Regions from separate parts of the Mus musculus genome. Here all the other regions are linked to region 2. The links are chromatin contacts, called in public HiChIP or PLAC-seq and promoter capture Hi-C maps. All regions are on one chromosome and are shown on one strand. The core of a region is the stretch at or near the end of the contact, and the rest is flanking DNA. Distances in the headings are between cores, read along the strand shown.

Region 1 (3,683 bases), core at 1,161-3,660, 180 kb before region 2:
CTGCTCAAGTACCTTACAGGTGCTAAATTAGCTCAAGTCACTTTTGTTGTTGTTTTGTTTTGTTTTATTTGACAACATCTCACAGTATCCCTGATTGGCCTGGAATTCACTGTGTAGACTAGGTTACGTTTTAATGTGTGGGGCCTGTGTGTGTAGTGAGGCTCCGTTCTATACTTTTTCTTCCTCAGCTGACCAAACAGTCTTGCAGACCTAGGTGGAAGAGACAGCAAGGGGGTCACATACTTCCAGAAGGGCCTCCAGAATTGTGGTATCAGCTGCCTCTGCCGGGTGCTCATTTCTGGATCTCTTGGTATACAGTGTTGGCTGGGGTGCTATAGCTAGGCGGAAACTTGGAGTGGACAGTTCAGAAACCTGTGGCAGGTTTTGGTTCTGTAGAAGCTGCTCTCAGATTCTGGTCAGGCTTGGGGTGTCATATTTTGCAGAGGACCTCTCTGTCCAAGCATCTCCTCCCAAACTCCCAGCCCTTTGCCTGAAGTGGATCTTAGAAGCAAGCCAAGGCCAAGTCTGTCACTCACTTTGCAGTGACTGAGGCACATAGTTCACCTTATGCAGCCATGAGGAGAGGGATTCTGGAGGGTACCCAGAGTGGGGGTAGGGGACGCATCTGCAGTGGCTGGAAGAAGGACCAAGAGTGGCAAGAGTCTGAGGGGAAGCAGGGCCCTTAGCTGGTTGAGGCCTTGTGGGATTGGGGATGACCCTTCTGCCTTGAGTGTAGTGGGGCTCTGTTGACACTGCTCCAGGGCATGGGGTGCTTACTGTCCTCCTTGTTTGTCCTCCCCAACCCTTAGTAGAGAGCCACCTCTGCAAGGGAGCCAAAACAGCAACTGTGCCCTGCATCTTCAGCAGGACATAGTCATGTTGTCATTTGCCTCATAAAGGCTGCTCTAGGAAGACAGCTGTGGTGTGTGGGGGTGGGGAGTAGGGGTGGCTTCTAGTCATCAAATGAAAATTCACTTATGTCCTTTGTCACCAAAGGCAGGTTAAGTCAGAGCTGCTACAGAAAGGGCTGCCACAGCACTGCAGACCCTCGGGGTCCTGCCCTAGAACTGGGCAGCTATTCAGCCATGCTGACCTTGAACACTTCTTCCAAGGTTACTTGCATACACTCAGCAATATAAAAACCAGGGCAGAGTGGCAGCCTTGAAGATGTAGTTTAATTAGATCCCCATACCTACTGGGGCTAGCAACATATCATCTTAGGGACATAGGAGATATCAGGTTTGCTTCTAGCCAACCTCTTGGGTTTCTCAAAAGCCAGTAACATACAATCCAGAATGGCAGTGAGGGATGTGACAAGTTAAAGTCAGGTCAATCTCTAACCTGCCTTTCACATTTCCTTGGCCTCACTAGCTCTTAGGGACCTCTTAGGTTGGTGACAGAGATCACAGGAACAACAAGGCCAGGCAAGATGGGCAACAGAGACTTAACTGTAGGGTAAACTGGCAACCCATTCTGTTGTCCTGGAAGAAGTAGGGGCCTGGCTTCACCCAGGGGCACGGAGAGAGGAGTCAGAGGAAGCGAGAGTCATAGGGACAAAGGCATAAAGCTTCAGAGGAAAGCTGTGGGACAGTGCCAGGAAGGGTTGTCTTTAAGTCTGGGTACCTTCTATCTGGCTGTAACTCCAATACTATGGTGCCGTCAGCTATAGCTGGTGTTAATTGTGGACTGGAGGAGGGAGGCACACACCCTGTGGGCTGAGGACAGGGAGTTAAAGTTTGTGTGTTGGCATCCCCAGGGTAGGAAAGAATGCTGCATTGCTGAGATAAGGTAGCCCTAGGGTATGCACGGTTAAGAGTTGACAGCTTCATTGACCTCCCTGAGGTTGCAGGTGGTGAGGCTGCTGGGCCCATAACTCTCCCCACGTTCATCAGTATTTTCTGCAGGCTATAGCTGCACAGTGTGCCCTGGCACCATCTGGGCATTTTTCCTAGCTATAGGGTGTCTGGATAAAGGACCACATGGCTGGAGGGCCCCAGCCCAGTGTCATTACAGTTCTGCTCTCTGGAAAAGAGGGTCTCATCATTGGAAAGGATGGGTAGCCTGGGCTATGAGCATTGCCCCATTTTAGCCCTCAGTGGGCACTTAAAAGTGTCTCCCTGCCTGGGCTAGGTACTTTCTTCTTTGCCATGGGAAGGCCCCAGCTGCATGGGGCCTGTCCAAGACCCAGGCACTGAGTAATGTGTTTTGTTATATTGTTTTCCTCCCTCAGAAATTAATTCAGAACATGAGGTTTTCAGCATGAACAGTAATTTCTGTTTATTGGAAGTCATGCCATGTGTGGCCTATTGGCAAGCTGTTTTTATGTCTCTCGCGCATGGACTCATTTTATCCTGGTGCTGTGGGACAAAGAGAAACAGCTCAGTGGCCGGGCTCCCCAGAGGTTTGGGGCAGGAGCAGGGCAGGCTGGGAGGGTTGGCTTTAGCAACAGCTTCTGCATAGCCTTTCTTCCTCAAAGACAGAAGGACAAAGGACATATTCCCAGAGAAACCCCAAGGACATAGCCGGGAGGATGGAAGTAGGGAGGATAGTAAGAGGCCCAGTAGTGTCCCGTCTTTCCTGTTGATGGCTACCACCCTAGAAGGTTGCTCCATTTCAGGAAAGTGTTGGCTGTGTTCCTGTTTGTCTTCATTTTGTCTTAGGCTGACCACTTAAGAATAAGGCCATTCTGACATGTGGGCTGTTCTTAATGGCTCAGCCTGTGGAACTGGGTTGCATCAGTGAGAAGCTGAATATGGGAACCTCTGGGAATAATGTATGCTTCAGGAAAATAGGCCCCACAGGGTCCATGGTCTTCCCAAAGTTCCCACCCACGCCTGTCCCTGTATTCTGTCTCTCCCACCTTGCACCCTCTCCTATGGTGTCAGAATCTCTGACCTGCCCTGTTTTTCAGGTGCTCGAGCCTCTGCCCACAGCCCTCATTATCTCCCCGTTCATGCCTGCCCTGCTCGGTGTTCCAGTAACACAGTGAGGGCAAGTGCTATGGCAGCCTGCCTGGAGGAGCTAAAGGTGACCATGGGGATCTGTGCCTAGAGACAGGGAACCCAAAGGTCAGATGATAGCAAACAACACTGTGTACTGGGGCCAGCTGTGCCTGGGCAGAATTGTGTGGTGATCAGATCTTTGTAACCTACCTTGAACTCACAGCATGCCCTCTGGCCTGCCCGCTCCTCTGGGTGAGGTCTAGCTGATAGGTGAGCTGGTCCAAGAATCACAACTAGTAGGGAATACCGTTTGAGGTCTCAGGACTCCAGGCAGTGGGCAGTGCTGTTACCTAGAGATGGTAGATACTGTCTGCTTTGACTAGTCCTGTCTACAGTTCCCTCTGAGCTTCTGGCCTGGGGTCAGAGGGTGCTTACAGCCTGGCCAGTGGGGTTTAGCAGAAGAAGTTTTTCTGGGAGCCTTCAGATAGGATCTGTGCCCGCTCCCTGTGCAAGGTCTGTGCAGATTTATCTTGCCGTTGGGAGATGTGTGCTTTTTCTTCACTGTATCTGGGCATTGAGTGACACTGACGTAAGTCTTCAGGGAGAAGTGTTCTTCCCCAGCCTGGAGTGAGGCCACAGGGTGGGACTTTGCCAGGTGTAGCTACTCTGCTTGGAACTTTCTAGGCCCCAGGAGCTTCTTCTTGCCCAAAGGCTTCAGCCACACCTTTCTGAACCTTTCTG
Region 2 (3,315 bases), core at 323-2,822:
TGGACAGGCAGCCCTGCCCTTGGGGAAATCTAGGCCAGGACCTTAGGACTAGGTAGGAGGGATAAGGCTGGGGCTACCTCTACCCTGCAAAAGGTTCCCTCCCTGGAGGCTTCTAGAGCTGAAGTGGGGGTAGGGAGGCAGGAAATCCAAACAATCCATTGGTGGTGAAGATGTAACACCCAGGCCTAGAAGGCCTGGGGGCTCAGGCTGGTTTTACTGTAGCCACTTTCCGGGTTGAAGGGAGGCCCAGCGTGTTAGAGCATTTGGTAGGTTCACCAGTGGAACGGGAGGAGGCCCCGGCAGGGCAAGGAGGGCGGAGGAACTGGCTCCAAGTTCAAATTCCAGCTCTCCACACTGAGTGACCTTGGGGAGGGGTCGGCTTAGTCACCTGGGCTCTTGGCTCTCCTTGTGGGAGCTGGGTGTGGTCCTGGAATGGGAAGGGGGAGTCCCTTAGGACCTGGCTGGGTCCTAATCTGGGGACAAAGTTCAGGAATCATCAGGTGGGAGCAACAGAGGCTGAGATGAACCAGAAAGTTGTTCGTGGGAAGGGATGGGTGCATCTGAAGAGACCCAGGCAGGCTGGGAGGGAGCAATGGGCAAAGCAGCCCTAGATAATAGACAGCTCCAGGAGAAGTCCACGCACAAAGTAGGATCACTGAGAGTCTAGGGTGGGAAAGGCCCCAGAAGTGCCCTGTCTCCTCAGCAGCCAAGGAGGGCTGCACAGGGGACATAGCAAAGGTGGGCTGTGGACATGTTTTGCCCTTTTCTGCCTCCAGCGATAGTTTTGTGTAGTACCGCAGACTTCTCGGTCCCGGGCAAGCTATGGATGTTCATAGCCCCTCCCACCAACTGATCCCCAACCCCCACATCTATCCCCATCTCCCACCCTCATCCCCTGAGAGGCCACACTTCAACTTTGACCTGAAGACTGACTGACTCAGCCTGATGTTTCCCAGGCTCTGGGTTTCTTTTGAGCTCAAACAGCCAGGAAAAGGCCAACCTTTAGGCCCTGGGTGGTATGTCAGGTCAGATCCTGAAGGAGGTCCAGCCTGCTGGATGAAGGCCCTCCCTTCCTCACCACCTCTCTTGTCAACTGCCAGGTTCCCCTCATCCGCCCCAGGGCTGGGAGGGGGCCGGGACCAGGGCGAGTGAGTCACACACCGCTGGCTTAAAAATATCACGAACCACTGGCCACCACCCGCTGGACCGACCGGGCTTTAACCGAGCGGTTCTTGTGCTAAAAGCCCAAGGAAGGGTCAGGCCCAGCCTCTCCCCCAAGTTTCTACGTCCCACGCCACACCCGCAGCCCCCCTAGCCAAGGCTTAGCTGTCCTGAGTCCGGAGATCCGATCCGGGCCATCCCAAACCTCACTCTCAGGTGCTCTCAGCTCTCTGTTCTGGCTTGCCTTCCAAACCAAGCGCCCAGACCCAGAGTCCCGAGCGAGAGCTCCACATCTCACGGCCATTCTGGGAAACTGAGGCTCAGATTGGCAAATTCCCTGGCTGAAGTGCTCACCTGCGCTCCGTCCCTCAGCGCCTGTGCTTGGTTAGGCCCCTCGGTCAGCTTGTCCGCCGTCTGTCTGTCAGAGCCTCTGGAGCTCCCTCTCCCGGGACAGGCGGGACCTCTGCTGGGCCGGATAGGCCGGGGCGGGGCTGTGCGAGGAGGAACCTGAGCGACAGGTTACCGAGTCACCCGGGAGTGGGCACGAGGGAGCCTGAAGGAAGGGGGCGGGCCCGGGCACCATTCCCCCCCACCACACCAACTGTGGTTCTGCCTCCCTGCCTGCCTCTGACTGCCCTCCCAGCGGTCCCCAAAGCACCTGGGGCCCCTTTGCAGCTGGCCCCGGAGAACAGGGTGCGGCCCCAGCTGCTCTAACTGGCCAAGCTGCAGTAGCAGATGGGGACATGGGCCTGCCTGCAGGGGCAGTACTGGATGAAGCCTATGAGTGCTGCAGCCTTGGGGAAGTCTCAATCAAGCCGCCATCAGGTACCCTCCACCCCAAGTAGCACCGGGACAGAGCTCTTTAGTGGTTTAGTCCTGGGGCATTGGGTCCAAGGCTTTTTGAGTTTGGGAGCTTTCAGCTCCTGGTGGGGGCCCCTCCCTCCTTCACATACAGGAGTTCTTAAAGTCCCCATCCACTAGAGCATCTCCTGAGGGATGAGCTATCTCTAGAAGAGGGTACCTGTCTCCACCATGTTGACAACCCCCCTCAAAGCTACTCTGCCCACCTTGCTATTTGACATCTTGGGGCAGGGTTGGGTGAATTTAGATCAGCCAATTAGCTGGCTAGGAGGAAATAAACAAGAGTTGTGGCCTGCTAGCCAAGGTACTGCCCTTATGTGAACAGGGACCCTAAGGCCCCGGCTATTGTTCCCAGAGTTGGGGCAGAGGAAGTGGGTGCTGCCAGGAAGTCAGGGTCCCAGGCTACAGCCTCAGAAGGGCAGGGCCCTGGCACATTTCTCCTGGGCCCTGGACAGTTAGCACTTCCTGGGGTACTGAGGGCCAACAGCAGTTTTTAGCCTGGCTTGTTGCCCACTTGACACACTTTGGGACATCACAGGTGAGCTGGACAGAGGAGTGGCAGAAGTGGACCCCAAGCCCAGCTCTTGATGAACCCCAGAGAGGCTTCCTGGTTCATAGCCCTTACTGCTGATCTCACAGAACTGGTCCAATCTTGCTCTGCCTGTGACCTCGCCCTGGCCCAGCAAGCAGGGGTCAAGTGGTCAGCTGTGTAATGGGAGGAGCAGGCTTATGTGTGTGCTCTGACATTCCTGGGCAGAGCTAGGGATGGGTAAAGGGTGGAAAACATGCAATGCAACTCAGGGATGGCTCCTTTGTGCTGCTGGCGGTCAGTCTTCATAACCTTTGCTGTGAGGCAGCCCAAGCTGGTGGTGGTAACTGATGTCCACTCTGGGTCACATGGAGTGAATGCCACTTCCATGTGGCCAGTAAGAACAGGGGAGTGGCTGAGCCCTCCAGACCCACCGGCCTTAGCCCATTCTGCCTACCCAGGCTATACTTGCTCAAGCCACAGAGACATTGTGGAGAGAAGTGCTCATAGGCTTTCTAGACATTACTCCTTCCCAACCCTGCCTGTGGGCTAGGTAGAGCACGTCTCCAGGTAGTTCTGGTATTCACCCAGTCTCTGGGAGACATGAGTTAAAGGAAATCAGCTAAGGACCCATGTGTATAGAAGGTTCCCTGGTCCCAGAGAAGGCTCTGGACGGCCCAGAAACCTACCACCTTCAACATACTTCACAGGGAGGCTTCTGGCTAGTTACCAGGGTAGAGAGAAGCCAGGTAGAGGTTACAGAG
Region 3 (3,352 bases), core at 623-3,122, 210 kb after region 2:
CTACCTGATAGAGAATTGATGTTTAAAAACCCACTTGAGTAATTCACGGACTGCTATGAATGTAAGGCCAATTGGAGTCCTTTATTTAAGTAGGCAACCAGGAACAGGCTCCTGCCACAAAGATCTCTTGGCCCTGAAGTAAGGCAGTGCACGGTTTATGAAAACAAAAAACCAGGTGTGGGTCAGGGATTTTGTAAGCATCATTCCTCTTTGTCCTGTCATCCAGGATATGACTGAGATGGTGTGGGGTCAGTTATGGGGTTAGAGGCCATTATGTCCAGTCAAGAAGAATGGGGTATGGGATCAGTCTTCAGATTAGTTTATGGGGTTGCAACAGCCCGACTTATAGGCCATTTTAATGTCCAAAGGACCTCAAAGGTCAAAGAAGGCCATCGGCACTAGCTCTGGCACCATACCCACAACTTCAACTGCCCCATGCTCGCTTCCAAGCGCGCTCTCTCTCTCTCTCCCTCTCTCGCTCCCTCCAGGGTCTGGCTGTACTGGAAACTCACTATGTAAACCAGGCTCGCTTCAAACTCACAGAGACCCACCTGCCTCTGCCTTCCAAGTGCTGGGATTGCTTCTTTTCCCTCTAATGTTTTCACAGTCATTAGACGGAATCATATTGAAAAGCAGCTCTGGTTGGCTCTCACTGCAGAAGCTGTCCATAACCCAGGGAAGGTGCTAATAGTATAAGGTCCAGATGCAAAGCTATCTCCCACACCCAACCCACTTTCCTGCTATTTCAACTGTATCTCACCAGTGCCTCAGTTACCACTCCCACTTGCAAGCCAGAGATACAAGCTGACATACACAAGAGTCCCTTGGAGGACCCTATCTGTGTGATGGCACCTTCTCCTGAATTATCTTAACACTTCCAGACCAGGATTCTCTCTGATCAAATGTGTTCTGGACACTGCCACAGCTCTGTTCTCTCAGAGCAACTTCCACTTAACATCCCCTCCAGTGGGAACACATTTGTTTCTGTGCACTTGGGTGTCACTTGCCTGTAGGGCCCACCCTGGGACTCCAGTGTCGCATAGGTGGGTAGAAACTTGGCTGCCTGAAATAAAAGCAAAGCCATTCCTCTCATGAAGCGTGCTCCTTCTCACAAACAAGGAAAGGTGAAGGGTTAGCCCAAGGTCATGGGATTACACCTGGTCAGCCAGGGCGGTGGCATGGTCCTTCAAAGAAGCAAAACACCTGCAATTCCTACGCACTCAACTCCACGAAAGGCAGACGGGGCAACCTGACCCCAAAACTTGTCAGAGGTTGAGTTGTGCAAGCAAGGGTCACTGAAAAGGGTAGCTGTGAGGAAAATCTACCATACAGATATGCCATGCCCACCAGGCCAGTTCAGGGCAACGTTACGGGTGAAGAGCAGGGGAACAACAGCTATCCCCCAGAAAGGGAAACCTGAAAAGTCACTAATATGTAGTGGCCAGGCCTTCCAGAGCTCATCCCGGGGCTCCTCCGATCCGAAAAAACACTCGACATCTCATACGGAGACGACCACGGGGGGTTCCACGAGGGCCGGAGGGAGTGAGGCGCTCCCCTGGCTGATCCAGGCCCTGACGGTTCCCGATTCCAATCTAAACTGTCTGTCCCAAACTCCTGCCCCGACGCGGGGAGACCCTCACCAAAAGAAGGTGTTAGTGCCATCGTCGTAGACTTCAGACTCGGTGCTGCGGCGGCCCTTGAGCAGCGGAGACTCAGATCCCGAGCCTCCGGCGACTCTGCGCTCGCCCCTCCGCATGGCGCCCGGCCTGCGCAGCCCAGTAGGCTGCAGGCGGTGGGCTGGGGTCGCAGTGCTGCCCGGCGGGGTCTCCGCGGGAGTGGGGCGGGGCCGTGAGGCATTGTGGGACGCGTAGTGCGCGCCGGGCCGCAGGGCATGCTGGGCGCTGGAAAGCCCTAAACTGCCCGGTGGGAGGGACGCGGTCCGGTTGCTAGGAGACCGGCCGCGTGCTCCGCCTGACAGAGACTGTACAAGCCGGCTGGCACTGGCTGGTGTTGATAAAGTTCCGAAGACATATAATCTCTGGGGATAGGGACGCAAAAGAGACTCAACCTAAACTGTTGTGGTAGACAGCCCTGCCAAGCAAACTAAACTCCGGAAGCTGAGGCAGGAGGATTGAACGAATCCAAGGACAGCCTGAGTTATTCAAACCTTGAATTAAAAAAAAAAGGAGGCGCCGGGCACTGGTGGCCCATGCCTTTAATCCCAGCACTTGGGAGGCAGAGGCAGGCGGGTCTCTGAGTTCAAGGCCAGCCTGGTCTACAGAGTGAGTTCAAGGACAGCCAGAACTACACAGCGAAACCGTCTCGAAAATGAATGAATGAATGAATAAATAAATAAGATGAAATAGTGATAGAGAAATGGCTTAGCAGTTAAGATCACTGCCTGACCTTCTAGAGGATGGAGTTCAGTTTCCACTCTCACATAGCAGCAGTGGCTCCAATGCCCTCTTCTAGTATCTAGGGCACTGTATACAGTTGGTGTATAGATGCATACACTCAACCAAAACACTTATACACTAATAAATAGATGTAGATAGATAGATAAATTAGATAAATTATTGCCAGACATGATGGCATAGTCCTTTAATCCTAGCACTCAGGTATCAGAGGCAGGAAGATCTATATGTGTTTGAAGCCATCCAAGTCTACACACTGTGAGCTCTAGATCAGCCAAGGCTAGACTCTGTCTCAAACTTTAACGTAAATAAAAATTAATGACTAAATTAGCAGGACCAGTCAAGTTGGATAGTTGAAACTGGTATGGTTAGTTGCTGAGAGTACTTACATTTTGCCAGAGGTAGGGAATGGGCTTCTTGTCTGAGAGTGTGGGTCCTTCTTCAGTTTTCTCAGATGTGTTGGCTTGTGGTGCCACCAGCCTGCAATCCCAGCACTTTGAGGTGGAGGTATATATATCAGGGAGTCTGTGGTTATCCTTCACGTGAGATTAGGAGTTAGATAGATTCCCTGATAGGCAGACAGAGAAGAGAGAGCCTATTGGATATTGAAGATGACAAAATTCAGCCGGGTAGCGGTGGCCCACACCTTTAATCCCAGTACTCAGGAGGCAGAGGCAGGAAGATCTTTGTGAGTTTGGGGCAGCCTGGTCTACATAATGAGATCCTAGAAAACAAAGGCTACAAAGAAAAACTCTATCTTGAAACAAACAAACAAATAAACAATAAGATGGCAGACTCTTGGTTTCTTCTTCACCCTCCTTACCTGAAATAAAAGTCTAGCAGCTTAAAAGAAAGGCCTTGGTGAACCTTTTCTCCACCAGGAGGGTCACCAGTCCAGACAAGCTCAAGGCCAGATCAGGACATGTTTGCCCAAAAGT

The links. Promoter capture Hi-C pulls out the DNA fragments that hold promoters and counts their contacts. HiChIP or PLAC-seq counts read pairs in DNA pulled down with a chosen protein or histone mark.
Region 1: a promoter capture Hi-C map of stem cell-derived epiblast-like cells shows a contact between it and region 2, with 2.1 times the contacts expected there. The contact joins the enhancer-like site here to the promoter of Eps8l2 in region 2. A contact is called at or near these places in 1 of 39 promoter capture datasets (stem cell-derived epiblast-like cells), 2 of 484 Hi-C or Micro-C datasets (B cells and the G1E-ER4 cell line) and 2 of 9 other capture datasets (adipose tissue and liver).
Region 3: a contact with region 2 is called in an HNF4G HiChIP or PLAC-seq map of pancreatic cancer cells. The contact joins the promoter of Ptdss2 here to the promoter of Eps8l2 in region 2. A contact is called at or near these places in 1 of 115 datasets of contacts at active chromatin or transcription factors (pancreatic cancer cells) and 3 of 9 other capture datasets (adipose tissue, liver and pancreatic islet).

Annotation. Positions count from the first base shown.
Region 1 is chr7:141,517,203-141,520,885 of GRCm38.p6, reverse strand. All of the region lies in intron 8 of Chid1 (chitinase domain containing 1), which reads left to right. Among named protein-coding and RNA genes, the nearest start is that of Chid1, 21 kb to the left of the region's middle. Within about 2 kb of position 2,410, at least 16 of the 459 cell types and tissues checked have an H3K27ac peak or open chromatin away from gene starts, as enhancers often do. A contact at or near this core is called in adipose tissue, where this site is marked.
Region 2 is chr7:141,337,259-141,340,573 of GRCm38.p6, reverse strand. It overlaps Eps8l2 (EPS8-like 2), which reads right to left and starts at 1,572. Exons shown (of 21, transcript NM_133191.2): 1 at 1,516-1,572. It also overlaps a transcript of Deaf1 not described here.
Region 3 is chr7:141,129,806-141,133,157 of GRCm38.p6, reverse strand. Ptdss2 (phosphatidylserine synthase 2) reads right to left here and starts at 1,872. Exons shown (of 12, transcript NM_013782.4): 1 at 1,641-1,872. The coding sequence starts at 1,756.